Linked DNA regions of Rattus norvegicus: region 1 is linked to region 2. The links are chromatin contacts, called in public Hi-C maps. All regions are on one chromosome and are shown on one strand. The core of a region is the stretch at or near the end of the contact, and the rest is flanking DNA. Distances in the headings are between cores, read along the strand shown. Region 1 overlaps Ankrd17 (ankyrin repeat domain 17). Region 2 holds the start of Ankrd17 (ankyrin repeat domain 17).

Evidence for each region. A called contact is a pair of places that touch in the nucleus more often than the background predicts.
Region 1: a contact with region 2 is called in a Hi-C map of liver, with 3 times the contacts expected there. The contact joins the enhancer-like site here to the promoter of Ankrd17 in region 2. A contact is called at or near these places in 3 of 12 Hi-C or Micro-C datasets (hepatocytes, liver and psoas muscle) and 1 of 1 datasets of contacts at active chromatin or transcription factors (oligodendrocytes).

The regions. Positions count from the first base shown.
Region 1 is chr14:18,097,500-18,103,117 of GRCr8, reverse strand. It overlaps Ankrd17 (ankyrin repeat domain 17), which reads right to left. Exons shown (of 34, transcript NM_001401338.1): 16 at 4,936-5,084. Among named protein-coding and RNA genes, the nearest start is that of Cox18, 50 kb to the left of the region's middle. Within about 2 kb of position 2,212, at least 1 of the 93 cell types and tissues checked has an H3K27ac peak or open chromatin away from gene starts, as enhancers often do. A contact at or near this core is called in liver, where this site is marked.
Region 2 is chr14:18,006,245-18,012,308 of GRCr8, reverse strand. Ankrd17 (ankyrin repeat domain 17) reads right to left here and starts at 3,450. Exons shown (of 34, transcript NM_001401338.1): 1 at 2,968-3,450. The coding sequence starts at 3,315.

The DNA.
Region 1 (5,618 bases), core at 963-3,462, 92 kb before region 2:
CGTATAAAGAACCAGGCACGGTAGCAGCTCTCAGCAATTCAGGATAGGTATGGTTTGGTGAATGTTCTAGTTGAGGCCAGCCTGGTCTATACAGTGAGTTCTGGACAGCTAATGAATGACACACAGTGAGAAACTCAAAAACAGTAAAGCAGAGAAGCACCTTTATAAATTATTTACATGACTAGCTGATAGAACCATACCCATGACTTAATTCAAAGGGGTATAAAACATGAGAGTATTGTAGGAAAAAACCTTCAACTAGCTAATGTTATACAGGTTGAAAAGAATTTAGTATGGGAAGCAAACTTATTCCTAAACTAATTACACTCAAAAGCAAAAGGCACCGAAAGAGCTAAATATTTTAAATACCTGCAAATAGAGAATCTTCTCAATTTCAAGTGTTTGATTCTCTGTACAGACAGATTATGTGTAAGTTTAACTAACATTTAAGGTATCAGATGAATAAGAAAAATGGACAAATTTAAGCTTAATTTTAATGAACTGCTTTTCTAAGCACAATCATATGAAGCGGGACAGAATGCACGTCATTTTCCTTTGAGACTGTATCATTAGACTGTAGGCTGCCCTCAGACCTTCCTGTGTGTGCGGAAGAGGCTGGGTGTGAGCTTTCCCAGACCTGAGTCAGAGGCAGCTGAGATACTCTGCAAGAGCAGCAAATGCTTTTAAACCAGAGCCGTCTCTCCAACTGATACATCTGTAAGTGAATCTGCTGTTTTGTTTTGTTTTGTTTTGCTTTGTGACAGAGTGAGTCTGCTTAATACATGCCAGGCTAGTTAGCCTCCAACACCCAATCCCCCAGCCTCAGACTTAGGCAATTGAAGAATAAGACAGTGTCACATACAGTTGTGTTTTACTTCCTTAGGAGTTGGGGGAGGGACTACTGACTCCATAACATTCTAAACTCTAGGCTGACCTACAACTTGAGATGATCCTCACCCTTCCAAGTGTAAGGATTGCAGGCATGAGGCTGTTTTACTCAATAATTCACACCCAGCTATAGTTTAAGTCTTCATGTTAAGCAAGTTAAGTTACTTAATAGGTTATGTAACCCAGGCTAGCTATGTATGCACCAATGGATGACATTCAAGCTTTGATTTTCCTGACACGGCTTGTGAGCTGGAACAGGAACCCCAGGACTCTTTGCATGCTACGGCAGTACTCTACCAACTGGGTCATACTCTTAGCCCACACCTACACCTCTGAAGAGATATTGATGGATGGAAATAACGAAGACTACATTTTTTAAATTTAAGTTTTCTAACTTGAGAAAGGTCCATAGCAGTTCATACAAACAAAGAGTAATCAATTCGGGGGGCCGAAGTCCAATCTCCAAATTTTATTTACAACTTCATAAAACCTTTTGCCCAGTTTGTGCCATGGCTCAAATACAGGAATTGCACCTCTGAATACTTCAGAATAGCAGTAGACGGAAAAAGAACATCTCTCTCATTTGAGAGTGCTCGGTTTCACAGTGGCTCCTCAGTCTGGTAGTAGTCAGTGTTTTATTTGTGTGTTCAAGCACAGTTTGGTTATACAAATCAAACTATTTACATCAAAGCTGATGGAATTTTTATCTAGCATCAAATATTTTTAGAGATTTCATTTTTTTTAAAAAGAATTTTACACTTTTATTGAAGTACCTCCCTTGACGAAATTTTTAAATCAACTTCAATAACTAAGTGAGGAAGAAGGTAAAATCATTATTTTACCTGTTCTATTTGATATGTAGACAAGCACAAATATCAAACTTAAGTCATGTTAGGTAAAAATGCAACAAGTTTTTAAAAGCCTTGATATAGAAACCAAATAGGGATTTTAAAAACCAACCAACCAACCTACCCATTTATTTATTCATGTAACGTATGTGTGTTCTGCCTACATATATGTGCACCACATAACTGCCTGGTACCCTCAGGGGCACTAGAAGGGGGCACTAGATCACCAAAAACTTGAGTTAAGGAAGGCTGTCAACCACCATGGAAATGCTGGAAACCATAACAGTAGGACCCCTGTAAGAACAACAGGTAATCCTAACTGCTGAGCTCAAGTTCCCAAACATGGATATTTTAAGGACCCATAGTCAGATCACTTTTTGTTAGTTTTTAGGTTTTTCAAGGGTTTCTCTGTTTTAGTCTTGGCTATCCTGGAACTCGCTCTGGAAACCTAGCCGTCCTTGGACTCAGGTATCGTTGAGTGCCTGGACTAAAGGTGTGTGCCAGTACCTACCACTGCCTGGCAGCCGTCAGTCAAATCTTTATAGATAAACCAAAGTACATTTCAATTTACATGGCTGTTGGTTAAGCAGTAAAATTATTTCATCATTAATAACTTAATATATTCAGTAAAATCAGTTGTGCTTGGACACACATTACATTTGAAGATGTTTGGAAAACAAGAACTTAACGTTGCATTAAGGGCCCCTACACAGTATCTTAGTTTCCTAAAAATCAGCACACACTTCTGGTCAAATGCAATAGTCTCAAGATCAAAAGGACAAGGGGAATAATGAATATTCAATGCCAGGTTTTACTGAATTCTACTATTTGATCAATAATATAAATGCACATGGCTTTTGCAATTTTAAAAGGGACTAAGCAGCATGAATGGTATCTCACTGAGTGCAATGGTGCACACTTGTAATTCTCCCTAACCAGAAGACAAACCCAGAAGGTCATGAATTCGGGCAAGCTAGGTCAAGACTCACAGCTGCTTCGCCCTCCAAGCAAACACCCAAAGTGCAGAGCCTCCTTCCCAGATAGTAAAGTAAGTGGCCTGGTCTGAGGATAAGAGAGAGGTTCTGAGTCAGTGCACCTGCTGCTCTTGCAGACAACCTAGCTCCTTCCCCAGCACCCACATGGCAGCTCATGGCTGGCTGTTTCAGGACATTCTTCTGGCTTCCATAGAGACCAACATGCTTGTGGAACAGAGAAAAACATGCAGGTCAAATACGTGCACATAAAACAAACAAGAAAGGCGTGAGATAGTAGTGCACACTTAAGAATCTCAGCATTAGGAGTGCAAAGACAGGCAGTTCTGAGTTTCAGGCTAGCCTGGTCTATACAGTAAAACCCTGTCTAAGAATAAATTAACAAACCCATACATAAAAAGTACATGGTTTTAATGGTATATACATACACTCCTTGAAATTCAAATTATAAAAAGATGGTTTTAAGTTTTAACAGCATATACTTCACCCCAGGGACTCATCAAAATAATACAAATATAAACCCCAAACATTTTCTTTACCTTTCTCTAAAGGATTTTTCTTTTTCTTTTCTTTTTTGGCCTGCATACGTATCTATGAGGGTACCAGGTCCCCTGAAACTGGAGTTATACACAGTTGTGAGCTGCCATGCAGGTGCTGGGAATTGAACCAGGATCCTCAGTGCTTTTAACCAGTGAGCCATCTCTCCAGCCCCGTAACTTTACCACTTTCTTTTAACAGTTTCTCCTAACATACTTCTTAGCATTTTAATGTAATCTTACTTCATTGATTTGTTCTGAGACAAGGTCCTCTTGTAGTCCAAGACATCCTCAGAATTACGATGTAGCTGAAAAGGAACTCTGTATGTACTCCCTGCCTCTATCTCTTAGGCACTCAGACTATAGGCTTGTGGCACCGGGACTGCCATCTTTTGGCCATTGTCGAGATAAAAACAAGCTAAATTTGCCAACTCCATCTTGCCCTGAGACATCACACTCAACTTACAAATATATAAGAGTTGTGTGTGTGTGTGTACTCCCGCAGGCATGTACACATGGCATAGTACAAGGGTAGGTAACAAGGGTAGGTGGGTTTATTCTCCTACAATGTGGATTACTGTAATCAAACTGAGGCTATTAGGCTTGATGGAAAGCATTAAGGAGTCTTGCAATGCACAGTCAATTAAATCTTATCTATTTAGTGAGACAGGGTCTTACTATGAAGCCCTAACAGGCCTCAAACTCATCTAGAAATCCACCTGCCTCCATCTCCTTAGGGCTAGAAATCAACTAATTTTTTTAATGGAACAGCTTTTATTTAATAGAGCCTTTCTTTATTTAATAGAGCCTTTCTAAACCTAACAGTTCTCTTTTTTCACCTCGTATATATTGTTTCAGATAATCTATAAAGAAAGTGTTTCTGTCCCCTCAATAGAATCTCAGTTAAAATTACATAAATTCAAAATATTTCCTCATTACCATATGTAATTCCACCAAAAGTTTTAAAAGCGGTATATAGCCAGGCGTGATGATTCATGTCTAATTCCAGCATTCAGGAGGCTTAAGGAAGATTGTTGGGAGACCAGCCTAGGCTATACAGACACCCTGTCTCAAGGGGGAAAAGTTTAATAATACAAGTAATAACATATAGAAACATAAAGTTGACTAATCACCTTTTGCTGAGGCTAGACTGAACCCAGGACTTTACGTACTTCTCCACCGATGTAGTCTCAGCCCCAGCCGCTTCTTTTATAAACACCTCATCATCACCTCTTTAAGAAGCATTCACCAATCCTAACTCTCGTTGTATTGAGACAGGGTGTGATGTAAACCAGAGTAGCTTCAACTAATTATACAACTAAGGATGACCTTGAACTCTTGATCCTCTTTATGAAACTTCCCAAGGGCTGGGATCACAGTTCTGGTTTCATTTTAATCTTGCATAAGTTACTTTGCTTATATCCTAATCTTTTTAAAACTAAAAGTTTTAGCTTGCCAGACCTGGCACTGACTTTGAAGGTCTGGGCTGGCCTTGAACTCACGCAATATACTGATTATCCCTCTAAATGCTAGGATTAGGTGTGAGCCACCATGTCTGGCTTGATAGATTAATTGTATCTGGAGTCTCTGACAACGCAGACTTGATGCGTACGATCACTAAGGCGGTGATGTGATTCCAGTGAACCAATCTCTCCTGAGGGCGGAGCTTACCTGTGCATCAATGTCAATGGCAGGGTAGATAGGTAGCATGGCTGAAGGAGAGATGATGGGACTTGGAGTTGGAGTCTGAGGCTGGGAAACAGAAGCAGCGATACTGTGGGTAGGAGTGTTTGACATTGCAGATGCTCTTCCACTGACTGCTGTTGAACAAAATAACTGCACTTAATAAGGAGGAAACACTGTTAGCAAGATGTATTTAAAAGTATTAAATAGTTTTTGAAACAAAATGTCTCTAAGATGCTATTATAATATTAATAACTAATTTTCTGATGGTTTCTGATTGGAGAAGAGCCCCAAATTAGAATGTATATTGAGTAATCCACTTTCCATAAAATCCACCTGAAATACAAATTCTCTTTTAATGAAAGTAACCAAAAAATATTAATTCAAAATAATCCTGAAAACAAAAATTTTATGTACTAAAATTACATAGAAAAGGAATAAATGATAGAATGAAAGGGGGAAAGGTGATTTTTTTTAACTTGCCAACTTCACACCTTATATTTTGGAGCAAATAAAAGTTACTTCACTTTTAGGATGTAAGATTCTCAAAGTAAAACTATTCAAAACACTATATATACTAACGACAACAGGGTGATAGTAACTTTGAAACCCTGTTGTGACAGTTCTCTCGACTATAAAAGTTTGATATCCTCACACAGATACAAATTTTC
Region 2 (6,064 bases), core at 2,201-4,700:
GTTTTGATCTTTACTTGTCAGGAGCCCATTGAAAGCGGAGAAAATCACACTTTCAACCTAGAGCTGAAATCTTGTGTCAAAAGAAGGGAAGAGACAGGAAGTTTTCCATCTTTTACACGCTTTCCAGGTGCAGCTGAGACTATGTAAGCAACAAGACAGTGCCATCCGACCTGACATACTTTGAAGATACCTACTCTAACTGTAACCAGGTACTACCACTCACAAATAAAGCTCTTACTTAAATCCATGTTTCTCCATTTTCTCCTCTTTCAACAGACAGAATAACCAGCAAACACTTCTTCAAAAACCATATATTATATTTTTGTCATGTTAAATCACCCTGCATGCTTTCAAGTTAGACCTGCAAAAGTTTACACGACCATATTCCCTCCTAATCTTTGGATGATTTTTACTGGAGAATTAGTTCAAGGATCAGATTATTAAACTGTGTAGGCTAAAATAATTTGGACAAAACAACCAGAAAAAAGTACATTTCCCAAGTCCTGAAGTTAAACTTCTGAAGACATGTCAGGACAGTGAAAGAGAAAAGAAACTGTGGCACAACCCGCCCACCCACCTGGCTTAAGTGGAGCAGACAGCACCCTGAGCTCACCCCCCACTCCCTCAGAGCATGGGGCCAGTGCGGAAGGAAACCACTTCTTTCTACCCTGCCCATTTCTCATACATACTCAAGGGCTCAGTCTTCTTACGTGTATTTCACCCAACACTGACAAACCTACTGCTTTACCCGTGCAGATGACAGTGCAAAGCACAGTAAGGACCAACATTGTCTTAGTTGGTCAAAGTCAAAACAGCAATATTTATTTCAAATGAAAAACTCAGACCTACAAAATTAACATTCCTACAGGTTTCAAACCATCTACAACTTAAGGAATTATTAGGCCATAGACAAAACTACCTAGGTAGGTGCAGTTTGTAGCAGAATACTTCTTTTAAGTATGACACTAAGTGTATGACTTTGTTCCAAACCAGAGCTTAATGTTAGAAAACTTAAAACCTTGCTACTGGTGTTTTCCTCACAGCTGCTAAACATCAAGTCCAGCACCAGTTTTTGAAATAGGTCAGAAGGGAGACAAAATGAACCATTCACTTTCAAAATGTACAGCTCTCACTGGGTCTCTAAAAACCTTGATGTCTACTTTTGCAGCTATCAGACACAACTAGTTTTCTTTAAACCTTGCTGTCCTTAGTTTTAAAATAAAGAGCCTAAGCTGCAGGAGGAAAATCCTTCCCACTTCTGAGAATTATAAAACTGGTTAATACTAAGCATCAAAACAGAAGAGGACTCCATCACATCTTTCTCATCACTGTTTCAATATTAAAGTTTTATTTTCTCTTTTTGTTTGTTTAATGGTGTCTAGGGCCTTAGGCCTGCTAGACACTAAGCCTTGTCTCCATTGCTTATAATGAAGCCCAAGCAACACGCTGCCCCCAAACAATAAATAAGCAAGCACAAACTACCCATACAAATTCACCACAGCAGAAATAACAGAAGGGATAAACTTTGGGGTATGCAGTCCTACTCAGAACTTTTTCTATGTAGCTTCATCTAATCTAGGTTTAAAACACTTTTTTTGTCTTATTGCTAACAGGTGAGCCTCAAGTCCCTTTCCAAGGACTCTACTTAAACAGAACCTGGAAAGGAAGAAGAAAAGAAAATTAACTCAAAAGCAGACTTTTTCCGGGCTCTAGGTTTAGGAAAGGAAGTAAGTGGCAAGCAGTACTTGTGGATAATTCACTTAAGTCTTCTCTCCCAGAACAAAGTTTTAATCAACTTTTACAACTTCTTTCCTCTGCTGCCCCAAATTATTATTTCCTCCATCTTAGGGTGTTTAAAGCTTCCATTTCCTAGTATTGACAGGAGGGTTCCTTCTAAAAGAGCTAACAACTGGTAGGTCGTAGTTGGCTATCAGTATGGTTCATTAATCTTTTGGGTTAAAAGGAATAAGGTCCTACAACGCCGCCTGTCTGTAGACCCAGGAAAAACTATAAAGAGTTATGAAACCAGATCACTAGGACATAGGCCTCCCTGTCCCAATCACAATCAAACCTGGGTGCAAAGCAGACGCTTCTTCCCTACTTACTTGACAATAAATAAGTAAGGTTAACTAATTAATTAAATAAAAGAGGGACCTGGCTTGATTATTAAGGGAGAACCTGATGAAGCACTACATACACGCGTAGAGCACCAAACAAGAATTTTTATGTACTAAGCCATTTGTAAACGCATACGTATGGATGTAAGATCGGCTCATCCAAAATCTTTCATAAATCGAGTAAGTGATGATCACTTCAGCCACAAGCTGAAAGAAAGAAAGAAAGAAGGGAAGAAAGAGAGAGAGAGAGAGAGAGAGAGAGAGAGAGAGAGAGAGAAAAGCCCTGCAGCGAAAACAGTATGGAAAAGTACAGCTTCTCACGTGTCTCTCCCAGATACAAATACTTAGCTCCGAGTCCATTACAATCTTACCAGCCCTCCAGAATCGCTCTCCGCCGCCACCTTACACTGACAGAAAACTACCAACCTCGCAGTGGGTCCCCCAGAGACTCTCCTACCTATTATCTTACCCCTCCCGCTTTAGCTCCGCCCCCGCCCCGGGAATGAGGTGGCTGTACTGGCCCCGGAGAGACCACCCTCCTGCCCCAAAGTGCCACCCGGGAATCTAACCAATCCCTCCGCCCTGAACCCTGTGAAGAAGCATCCTAGGCTAACAAGCTCCTCAGCAACTCCGTGCACTCTCTGGTCCTCCCACCCCCACGTGTCAGCTACCCTCCCCCACATTCCCACACCTCACGACTCCAGGCCGAGCAAAGAAAGGGGGCAGGCGAAAGCCTGGTCCCCAAGGCAGATCTTAAGCCCCCGAGGGCTCCGTCCCACCGCAAGTCCCCTCCCACCTTAGGCCCTTCACGGTCCCTTCCGCCCTCCTCGAGGTGAAACCAGGCCCTTGCCTCAGAAACCTCCTCTTCCTCGTCGTCGTCGTCCTCCTCTTCCTCGCTGTTGTTGCTGCTGGTGCCGCCGCCGCCTCCTCCTCCGCCGCCGCCGCTGTTGTCGCTGTCGCTGCTGCTTTCGCTGCTGCTGGGGGGTCGGCAAGTCCGGTTCCGCTTGGCCTTGTGGTGCGGCTGCTGCGGTGGCTTCTTCTTCAGGAGCAGGTCGCAGACTCGCACCATCCCACGAGGAGACGAGGCCGAGCGAGCCCCGCCGCCGACCTCCGCCGCCGCGGGGGGGGCCGCCACTGCCGCCGCCGCCGGGGGGCTCCCTTCTCCCTCAGCCGCCGCCGGAACCGTCGCCTTCTCCATCCCCGCGGGAAGAGGGGGGGACGCGGACGGGGGAGGGGCGTGGGGGCTCCGCTCTACCGCGACTTCGGCCGCGCCGGGGCCGACACAGCGCTCCGGGCCGCCGCCGCCGCCGCCACCGCCTCGGTCACCTCTACTGCCGCCGCCGCCGCCGCTCCGCCAGCTCTCACCTCGTCTCGCGATACTAAGGGCGGGGAGCTTGGCGATGGGAGGGAGAGAGGGAGGGAGTGAGGGAGCGGGAGGGCGAGGGGGGGCGAGGCGGAGCGCGAACGCCGTGCCCGGGAAAGCGGAGCAGGCGTCCGGAAGGAGCCGCTGGGGAAGTGCGCCTAGAATGGCTTCCCTGGGGAAACCGAGTCTGAGCGGGGACCGCAAGCAGGGGCCGCGGGAGGGCGGGCGGGCGAGCAAGCGAACGAGCGAGTGCCTGGATGGCTTGTCTTCTCCGCGTTACTTCCCCCACACACAGCCCTGCAGCCCTCCCTCCTTCCTTCCTGGCTTCTGATTAGAACGCAGCCGCAGGCGGAAGCGCGAGTGACGCCATCAGCCGGCGCCCCGGCGGCCGCGCGAGGATCTCTGCCTGCTTCTCCAAAGTGCAGACTCCAGGGCCGCGGAGTAGGGTCCCCCACGAGCGTGCGGGGGTGCAGGGAAGCGGGGGCAGTGGGATGGAGAGCAGCGGGCCGGGGCTGAGTGGGAGGCGAGCGCGGAAGCGTGGGGCAGCTGTGCGAGCAGGAGGCCTGGCCTCCAGATCCGGGAGGTGGGGCCTCGCCCCGGACCTCCTGGACGGACTTTCCTGCCTGGCCATTTTCTCCACCGCCTAAGCCAGAGGGCTTTGGATCTCCGGAGAGAAACTTCGTGAAAGGAGAGAGAGAGACTCCTGCCAGGTCCAAAAGAAAACTGTTTCCCCTCAACCGTACCTTGGAGCGATTCTGTCCTCACTTGATAAAACTCTTGCCAGAGTTGTCTCGGACTGCCTAAACCTGACTTTTACACCTTTGTAATATGCAGGAATTGAGTAGTGAAGTTTAAGACCATACGGTTCCGAAGAGGTGGATGGGGGAGCGGTGCCAGCATTGTATGCATTTCTGGGTCTGGGTTCTGAGATCATTTTAAGTACCTGGAGAACTTGCAGACAGATTGAAATGTAGCTTTCTTCTTGAAACAGTGTAGCTCAGGCTAGCCTTGAACTGGCGATTTTCCTGAGATGATATTAGGTCTGCACACCACCACGTCATGTTTATGTAGCTTATTGAACTCAGAATTAGCCACTTCTGGTCTAGTACGAGTAGTGGCATAAGGAAAATAAAGCAAACATCAAAGACAGATGTACTGGCACAAGATAAAAAAGTGCCTCAACTGACAGAGTTGCCATTTTAAGACTTCTAAGTTTAGCTGAGTGCCTGATTTTTTTTTATTTTTTGCATTTTCTTTTTAGTACTGGCATACCATATGAAATGTGGGCAGTTGCCAGTACGCTACAGAGTACCACAGAAGAATTGGTGATGACTAAATCAATTCATTCAAGCAAAAATTCATTATGTGCCTACTGTGTGTGTGATCTATGAAATCAGAGTCTGTGTTCCCAGGGGCTTCTCTGTGTACTGTGTGCAATAGCAAATATACAAAGTGCCTGCCTTTTTGCTGAGTTCCGCTATACAACATTGTACAGAACACTGTATTATGTATCTTGGTTCCAGTGGGATCTTGGCCATTTTCTATATTCCTCAGCACCTTTGTGTCACTTTCCACCTGAATACCTTTTGCAATCTTTGAATGCCAGCCCCATTTCATTATGACTGACTTTGAATTTCACAAGAAGACTGAGACCACTGATACAAATTCCTTTGATTTTCCAAATGCTAGAAATGGGCTGATCTCTCCTCAGTATGGAGAGAATGACAAAACTCATTGCCCTTATGCAAAGTCAACTCTCCAACTATGTTCTGGTTCCAGTGACTCTCTTTGGCCTGGTTTTTGTTTTTCTGATTTCAGTCCTTCACAAAGTTCGGTTATTTTTTTCACTTACTCAGGTTCATTCCTTCAGAGTTATGTTCTTTATGAATGCGCTCTGGTGCAACTTCATTATTTGGAAAAATAGTTTTTGCTTTAGTGAACAGAAATGAAAGACAGTCTTCTCTGGGACTTGTCAGATAAAGCCAAACTATAAGAATAGTCAAGTCCCCTGACATGATTTGTATCTATTTTTTAATATTTTTTATTCAGTGTATTTCTATCTAGTTTCTCGCTTTGCCAACCTTGTAGCCAAGACTGGCTGGCCATTTGTTAGGCACACTGATAAACCGGTGACTGCATTCTAGGAAATCAAGTGTGAGTGTTAGTAGTATGCTCGTTTTCGGGCCTAATGGGAGTCCTACTGAGCTCACGGTCCACCATCTTGATACCAGTGAAATACCATGTGATCTTGAAACCGTTTGTTGCTGGTATCAGAATCTGAAGAGAGAGTTTGAGAGGCTGCTCCTGCCTCAATGTCCCAAGTGCTTGGATTGCAGACATGCGCCACCACACACAGCTTCAGATAACACTTTGAGCCCCCATCTTTCCCTGACGCTTTGAGTATTCAACAACTATTATTAAAGTTTCCAAGGGAGTCCCAACATAAGAATTCCCTTCTGTTTCCCAAATTCCAAGTGGTTTGAGGAGGGGTTGGGGGGAGTACAAATGAAAGCCAAAAGTATCACCATATTAGTGATGGGAGGAAATTGCCTAATGTAGCATATTCATCACCAATAAAAATATA